2 separate regions of the Sus scrofa genome follow, and region 1 is linked to region 2. A link is a contact called in public Hi-C data. All regions are on one chromosome and are shown on one strand. Each heading gives the region's core, a stretch centred on a gene start, on an enhancer-like site or on the middle of the called end of the contact. The rest is flanking DNA. Distances are from core to core; before and after follow the strand shown.

What was found. Hi-C and Micro-C count contacts between places; a contact is called where the count stands out from the background.
Region 1: a contact with region 2 is called in a Hi-C map of skeletal muscle, with 9 times the contacts expected there. The contact joins the enhancer-like site here to the promoter of MYH10 in region 2. A contact is called at or near these places in 1 of 5 promoter capture datasets (fetal liver) and 3 of 47 Hi-C or Micro-C datasets (embryonic fibroblasts, heart right ventricle and skeletal muscle).

What each region holds. Positions count from the first base shown.
Region 1 is chr12:53,852,202-53,856,159 of Sscrofa11.1, forward strand. No RefSeq gene overlaps it. Among named protein-coding and RNA genes, the nearest start is that of CCDC42, 30 kb to the right of the region's middle. Within about 2 kb of position 1,375, at least 21 of the 83 cell types and tissues checked have an H3K27ac peak or open chromatin away from gene starts, as enhancers often do. A contact at or near this core is called in fetal liver and skeletal muscle, where this site is marked.
Region 2 is chr12:53,779,629-53,783,807 of Sscrofa11.1, forward strand. It overlaps MYH10 (myosin-10), which reads right to left and starts at 1,924. Exons shown (of 44, transcript XM_021067863.1): 1 at 1,528-1,924. The coding sequence starts at 1,586.

The sequences.
Region 1 (3,958 bases), core at 125-2,624, 72 kb after region 2:
ACAGCCCTAGACAATTTAGCTTTTATCTCTAGAGCTCTGTGGATCGTCTGGACGATCACAGATGAGATCGGATGGCCTTGGCCTCTTGCAGAATCGTTCTGAGTCAAGGTGGGGTGGGGGATGTGCATGTCTCTGGATTTCAGCAAGGGATGCTAGAACTCTGGTCTATTTCAGGACCGTCGCTCTACAGGGATATCTGGGGGACACTGCGTGACACTCTTCTCTTTCATGCTAAAAGGACACTTTTCCCCTGGTAAAAATGGGTCATGGTCAGAGAGGCATGGCGTGTTTTTAGAGTAGGGGGGCGCCCTAAGGTTAGCGGCCCACTCATTCCGCTCTTCGTTTTGGAGACGGGCAAACAGGCTGGGCTGGACAGTCAAGTGACCAGCCCAAGGTCATAGTGAAGTGAGGGGCAGGGCCCAGAGCCGGGAACTCAGTGGGATGAAAGTTCCTTGGGCACAGGAAGGACCCCCCCGGGGGGGGGGAGTGGGGTCTTCCCCGGACTCTTGACTCCTTCTCCCAACATGGATTCATGGAAGGAGGTGAGAGGAAGGCTCATGGCCGAGGGTCAGAGGTTAACAGGCCTGAATCCAGATGGCCAGCAGCTGGGCCCAGGCACAGAGACGGCCTGCTTCCTCCCTTTCCTGGGGATGCTGGGGACGAGAAGGCAGGGAAGGAACTTGCCGTGGATGGAAAGGAGACCAAAGAATTTGGAGGGGGCCCAAGGGCCCCAGCTCTCAGAAAGGCAGGGGGAAACGTCTTCTCCTGCGCGAGAACGTTCTTTACAAAGACAGGGCCGAGACGTCGGGGAGACGGGTGGGCTCTGGCTGACATTTCTTGGCGGTGACCGACCATACCAAAGCATGTTTCTAAGACAACTCGAGACCCAAATAGGAACAACGTCCATGGTGATAAGAAGTGGCTGTCGCAGGCCGGGCCAAGGCAGACACGTTGAGCTCAAAGATCAGGCGTTTTGAGGCCAGGGCTAAATTTAGTGTCCAATTTTGGAGGAAGCCAAAATGAGCTCTCCCTGCATGAAGTGTGTCAGAGTAAATGATACTGATCCCAGGAGCAGCTAGCACGGAGGGGGTGGGGAGCTGCCTCGCAGCCGGAGATCAACCAGGCTCAGAAACACACAAAAAAATCTTGTGTCTTTTCAAACTAAGAGCTTTGCTCTTCCCTGCTGCTTTTTAAAAAATGTATTCCTCAGGAAGTCCCTCAAAGCAACTCAGCAACTTCAGCCTCCACTCACTCTCCACCTCTCTCCCCATCACTGGGCTCCTGGAAAGAGGGCGGGTCCCCCTCGAGGGCGGGGTTTTGTGGGTCCAAGGCATCTCCCCATTGGACAATCCGTGTGATTGACACCCACGCGCTGCCAATGCCCCACAGCGAAGTCACTGGAGCCCCAACTTCTCTGGTCCCCTCTGTGAACACGCCCCTTGTGCTCAAAGGGACGAGGCGGGGCAAAGACCTGGACTCCCAGGCCCCACCCTTCTCTTGTCCTTTGTCCAGTTTTTTTCGTCTGTAAAATGCCGAGATGCCTAGTTGGGGCAGATGCTCGCCTGTGGGGTTTCCTGCCTTCAGACCCAGTGCTCTGCTCCCAGGTGTGCTCTCCCGATCAGGCCTCCGTCACTCGCAGGAGACCTCACTCATCAGGCTGCCTCCCCTCATCCTGCACTCGCACGGCTGCCTCCGTCTCCCTAAAGCACAGTCCCCATCGAGTCACCTCTGCACGAGATGTTTCCATAGCTGCCCACTGACTCCAGAGTCATGTCCGAACAGTTCAGCCTCGTGTTCAAGGTCAGCCGCCATCTGGCCCCAGTCTACCTGTTTGGCTTCATTCTTTCTTTTTTTATTATTATTTTTAATGTTTTGTTCCCTACACCCACAGCATGTGGAACTTCCCAGGCCAGGGGTCGAACCCTCACCACAGCGGTAACCAGGCTGATACAATGCTAATGCCAGGTGCTTAACCCACTGTGCTACAAGAGAACTCTATTTTTTTTTAATTGCAGCATAGTTGATTTACAATGTTGTGTTCGTTTCAGATGTACAGCAAGTGATTCATATATACATATATTTCAGATTATTTTCTCTTACAGGTTAGTACAAAATATTGAGCAGCGTTCCCTGTGCTACACAGTAGGTCCTTGTGGGTTGTCTATTTTATATGGAGTAGTGTGTATCTGTTAACCCTCAAACTCCTAATTTATCCCTCTCTAGCCCTTTCCCCTTTGGTAATTAGAAGTTTGTTTTCTCTGTCTGTGGGTCTATTTCTGTTCCATATGTAAGTTCATTTGCATCATTTTTTTAGATTCCGCATATGAGATATCATATGATATTTGTCTCTGGCTTACTTCACTTAGTGCAATCATCTCAAGGTCTCTCCATGGTGCAGCCAATGACATTATCTCATTCTTTTTTATGGCCGAGTCGTATTCCATTGTATCTTTATGGCTTCATTCTTGTCTACCTGCTTTATCCATCAAACAGAGCAATGATGCTCCAGGTTCTCCTGTCTCTGGACCCTCGCTCACATGCCTCCTTCTATCTAAAACGTCCCCCACACTCCTGCATGCCTGGCCTTTACCCTGCTGAGCCCCCACAGTCTAACTGTTAGCTGTACGACTGTGAGCAAGTTATTTACATCCTGTGTCGGCATGAGATGGTTTCCAAAGACAGCCTCAGCGATTCCTTCCATCCTGTGTGCCCTTTGTGATGTGACTTCGCCACGCCTCCCATGTCAGTTTCCCTTCCACACTTGAACTGGGGCTGGCTCTGTGACATTTATGGACCAACTGAATGGGGTGGGCATGAGGCAATGTCACTTGCAGCTTCTGCGTTTGCACTCTGGGAAGCTGACCGCTGTGTAAAGAAGTCCCGGCCACCCTGCTGGAGAGAGGGTCCCATAAGGGACAACAAGAGGGTCCCAGCTGACAGGCAGCCTGAAGCTCCAGTCATGGGACAAGTCCATCGGGATCTTCCAGGCACAGCCACAAGCCCGGCTAACACTGCAGAGCAGAGAGGAGCCAGCTGTGCCTCTGAGCCCTGCCTCGATTCCTGATCCCCTGGCTCCAGACGCAAGAAAAGGATGGCTGCTTTAAACCACTACGTTTGGGGGTGGATGTCCATGCAGCTGTAGATAAATGAAATGACCTCCTCACCTCCAAAACGGGGATATGAATGGTTTCCTGCCTCACAGAAGGGCTGGGAGGATTAAATCTATTAAATCTATGTAAAGCACTTAGAATAATGTCAGCACGTGGTAAGCAGTAAATGATAGCTCCCTGCAACCTGAAATGAATTACCTTGTCAATTTTTTCTTACTCGTCCCCAAGTCCCTCCCCTTCTACATACAGCAGGTACCCAGCAAACACAGATGAATGTCACCTATCCCCTCCTGCATAAGCCTTCCCCGATGGCCTTCCACCCAAGGGATCTTGCTGTCCCTCCCCTGAGCCCCACTGCACTTTATCAACGCCCCGCTCACACTGCAAACGTCATTCAGCCCCCAGCTCTGGGCGGCAGTCTCCCTTGCAGACTGTCAGCCCCTTGAAGGCAACGACTTCGCCCAGAACACAGGAGCAGAAAACGTGTGTGGAATGAATGAGTGAGGGCATGAAGAATGGGAGCTATGCCACCTGCCTTCCCAACCTCACTGTAATTCAAAGAGATGAATAAAGAAGGACTCGGGCCCCCTGTGCTTCCTCCAGAGGAGTGTGACAAGCTGTAATTCTGCTGCTTGTGTCTTCTGGTCCCATCTGGGTGACCTTTAACCTTTCTGGCAAGAGGGAAATCAAATCCAACATAGGGAGGCTTCCTCGTAGAGCCCTTTTTCCTGCCCTGAGAGCCAGCTGACCTTGCAGGTGGAGGAAGTACATACAGGGTGTGACGTCGCAGACCTGGGAAGGAACGGCTGACCCTCGACTCTGTTCCCATTGTTGACAGATGTTCCACC
Region 2 (4,179 bases), core at 674-3,173:
AAGGGAGCTGCAGAGGCCCCAAGGAACAGAGATAACGGTCATAGTCAGAGGCCACGTTACCCAAAACTCACCAGCTGAGCCCAGACCCGCCGAATCGCCAACCTCCTTCCTAAGGCCCCAGTTCCCAGGCAGGCCGGGCTGGGGGCCTCCCGGGTCCCCGGGCCGCATCCGCCTACCGCTGGCCCACAAAGCCCCCGCGGACGCCGGGACTCTGTGCCTTCAACTTCCCTCCGACCCCATTCCAGGCCGATTTTACGGGATCAGGGTGTGACCCCCCCCAACTGTAGGAGGCAAGGAAGCGACTCTGCGGCGAGCCTTGCCCAGATCACTTACACAATAAAGGGATCCCGAGGCGAGGGCTGACCCTCCCCCCCGCCGCCCTGCTGCAGCGCGCCCCCGCCACATTTCCCGCCTCGCCCCCCCAAACCGCCCGGGCCTGGCCGGGCGTCCACTCCCGGCCCCCGCCGGCCCCGGAGCGCCTGGTAAGACGCCCCCACCCTCCCTCCCTACTCCCCCGGGACCAGCGGAGCCCGACCCTTCCCACGCCGGCGGCAGGCAGCTCAGACCCTCACCCTCCGCGCGCTTCCCCGGCAGTGCGCAACCCTGCCCTCCGGTCCCTCCACCACCAGGTCCCGGCGCTGCCCGCCTTCCGAGCCCTCGGCGAGCCCCTCTCCGCACTCGGGGTGCCGGACCCGGCCTCACCCACCCAGCAACCCACCAGGGGTCCTTCCCGTCCGGCGCCCCCACCCCCACCCCCACCCGGGATGGCGCTTTCCAGCCCGCCCCAGGATCCCTCCCCTCCTGGGAGGCAGGCACAGACTCGCTGGACCCTCCGGGACCCCCACGAGGGCAACGAGTCTCCCCAACCCCACGTCCCACGGATCCCGCACGCCGAGTACCAGGTCCGCACATGCCCACCTCTAGAGCTCCATCCCCAGGGGTCATCTTCCCGCACACCCAGGCCTTGATCCCTGCATGGGTCTCACTCTCCAGGACCTCATTCGCCGACCCTCCAGGGGTCTCTCCACCCACTGGGGTCCCGTCAGTCACCCCCAAGGTCCTTCCTCGCACGAATCTACCGCCCCCGCAGCACAAGCCCTCCGCCCAGAGCCCCTTCCATCTTCCCCAGCTCCGGCTGCCGCTCCGTCCCTGCCCTCCACAGTGGCCCGGGCCCTCAGCCCGGGATCCTTCCCTCTCCTACAAGCCGTCCGCAGGTCCCCGGCTGCCGCACTCGGACCCGGGCAGCCGCACCTCTCACCTTCAGCCGAAGATGGTGGCTCCGGCGCACGTCCCCAGCCGCGACCACGGATCCGGCGCCTCAGTCCCAAACCCACCGCTGCCTCCGCCGGGCTCCTTTAGCACTGCTGCTCCGGGCTGCCCCACCCACTCCCACCCTCATTGGGCCAGCTCCACGCCCGTCACCACCGCCCCCAGACCCACTGGTCGGTTTGAGCGCCCATCTCCAAGGGAAGACGTTAGCAACCCGAACGAAGCTACCTTCCCCCGAGCTCCACTCCCTCCACCCACCTGAAATGTTGCTCATTGGCTCCCGCTCCCGGCCCGGGCCGCCGGGGCCCCCATCTCATAGGCTGCGACGCACGCCCGTCAGAGATTCCGGGAGGTGCGGCCGGGGCAATCGCGGGCGATTGGCTGGCTCGGTCGGAGATGGACAGCTGAGGCCGGCTGGGCGCCCAGCTATCCCTCCGGGCAGCGGGTGCGGACCCCGCAGCGGCCTCGGCTGTGCGGACTGCCGGGCAGGTGTGCGGCGGCAGGAGCCGGTGTTCCGCCTAGACGCGCCTCGCCCTGGCGTCAGGCCGCCGCGGCAGCCCTCTCGAGCGCCTCGCCGCCTCCTCTGCCTGTCGCAGCCGCCGTGCCCCGCAGCCGCACCGGCTTCCACCGCGGAGTCGCGGGCCCCCGGAGGCTGCCTGCAGGGGCGGGGCCGGAGCGCGGTCCAGAGGCCTGACGTCACCCCCGGGGCTGCAGGGGGCGGGGGCCGCGGCTCTGCGGCTCACCTGCAGTGGGGGAGGGGAGGCCGGGCTCGGGGTGCAGCTCTGCCCATGCGCACCGGCCCTGCAGCGGCCCGGGCTGCAGTCCGCGCTCCGGCCACTGTCGCGACCCCGGACCCGAGCTGACCCTGCCCGGCCCGCTGAGCGGCGGGCGCCGGACGGCTTCCTCCGCCGCTGCGGTTTTGGAGTTTGAGAGCGCAGGGGCCTCCCTACCCGGCCTCCTGGCTGGGCTGAGATTCCAGAACATTGAGAAGCGAACCCGCCTTGGAGAGAGAGGACTTGGGAGAAGGACTTCGCCTCATTCGTTCGTTCGTTCGTTCGTTCATTAATTCGAGTGCCCTACTTGAAGGGCTATGGCGAGGTTCTGCAGGGCTGTCTTATGCCCCAGGGCCTATTAATTTTCCTAAAGGAAAAAAGAAAGGACGCCAAAGGACACAAAATAAGGAAAGGAAACCAGAAAAATCAAAGTTAATAAAGAGTTAATGAAATGGCCGCACTATCGAGTCAACTGCAACACAACTGTTAAATAATTGTATATAAATAAAGTTTAAGTCACCAGAATAAAGTGATTTATTACAAAAACTGAAAATTAAAATCTTTTCAGAAAATATTCACAGCAAGATGCAGTTATTTCTTGTTAGATATGGGTGCCTTTTAATACTTATGATGTGATGTAAGTGGCAAGCCTAGGAAATATCCAGTCAGTTGAAAAATGAATAAAGCGAAAAACAAAACAAGGCAGGAAATGATAAGGAGGGGTTGGTGGAATTCAGAGAAGTTCCAAGGCAGCTGAGTGCAGAGTCTTTCCTGGGGAAGTCCACCTCAGGCCCTGTATTGTCCTTTGTCCTCGTGCATCTGGTCTCCCACCCCCACCTGAGTGCTGCAGTGAGCTGCCCCTTGTCCAGGTGTCTTGTGACTTGGCTCCACAAAGAAGTCTGTCCTTCTTAACACAGCCTGGACATGAGCACAAGTTAACTGTACATAGCATGTAATGGTATTCCTCTTCTGAATTCAAAAACAAAACAAAACAAAAACGAAATGCTTTTTAGAGAAGACCAAACACTCCACCTCAAACGCCTGAGTCTCAGCTTTGCCAGCCACCGAAGTCATTTCTGAATGCAGTGTTGCATGCAGAGAGCTTTCAAACACAAACAGCCACCAAGTCCGTGGTTTCCCATAATTTTATAACAAACTCAGTGGACCATCAGAAGAAGAAGGCAGGAAGCTCACCAGAATCCAACGTCACAAAGATGTCAGCCCCGACGAGAAATCAATAATAAAGAGACTGTCCTTAAATGCATGTCTAGCCATGGCATCTGTCCAGCCCTTGGGCCGTACGTTTTCACCCGTCTGCTAAATGTCCTACCTGGATGAATGGGCAACTGCAAAAGCAGAACGTCCCACACCTGTGTTCTTCCCACTTCCACTTCACCCATCCACCCCAAACCTCTTTCTTCCCAACTGCCCTTTGTCTGTAATGAAACCAGCCCCGAGACTTCTTGAACTCCTGCCTCTCCCCTGCTCCCACATTGTACCCTCCTCTACTTTGACCATCCAGCCATCCCGGCTCTTCTGACTCCACTCTCATCATACGTAGCTCCAATCCCAGAGCCTGCTGCCATTCTGATCCAAAAAACATAGGATTTTGGATCACAAAGACCTGGCTTTGAATCTGTCTTTGCCACTTGCTAGAGCTTTAATCCTTGGCAAATACCTTCACCTCATCTTAAAAAATAGAAATATCGCTAAAGGACTCATTCAACAAATATGGAACAGGGATGGTTTATGGGGGGGCGGGGGGTTGGGGTGGCATTATGAAAATATAGATTGAAAAAATGTCTTTTTTTTTTTTTTTTCCAGTCTACAAGTTCATTACACAAGAGTGAGAAATCTTTGTCCTCTCTCCATAGTAATTTTTGCTGACAGGGTAGGCTGCTTTTACCCCCCAAAGAAAAAGGTCACAGACCATTGTTTTGCAGAGTCTAGGTCACAAGTCCAAACTCATTCCCTAAGGGCCGTTCCAGCCCTTGAACCTTTTTTTTGTTCTAAGCTGTTTTGTTCCATCTGTACAGGGCTGATATGAAGTCTCTTTTTATACATTTGAGTGAATTCCAACATTGAAAAATCAAGAGCTATCCAATATCATTAGCTGTGAGGGAACTGCAAATCAAAG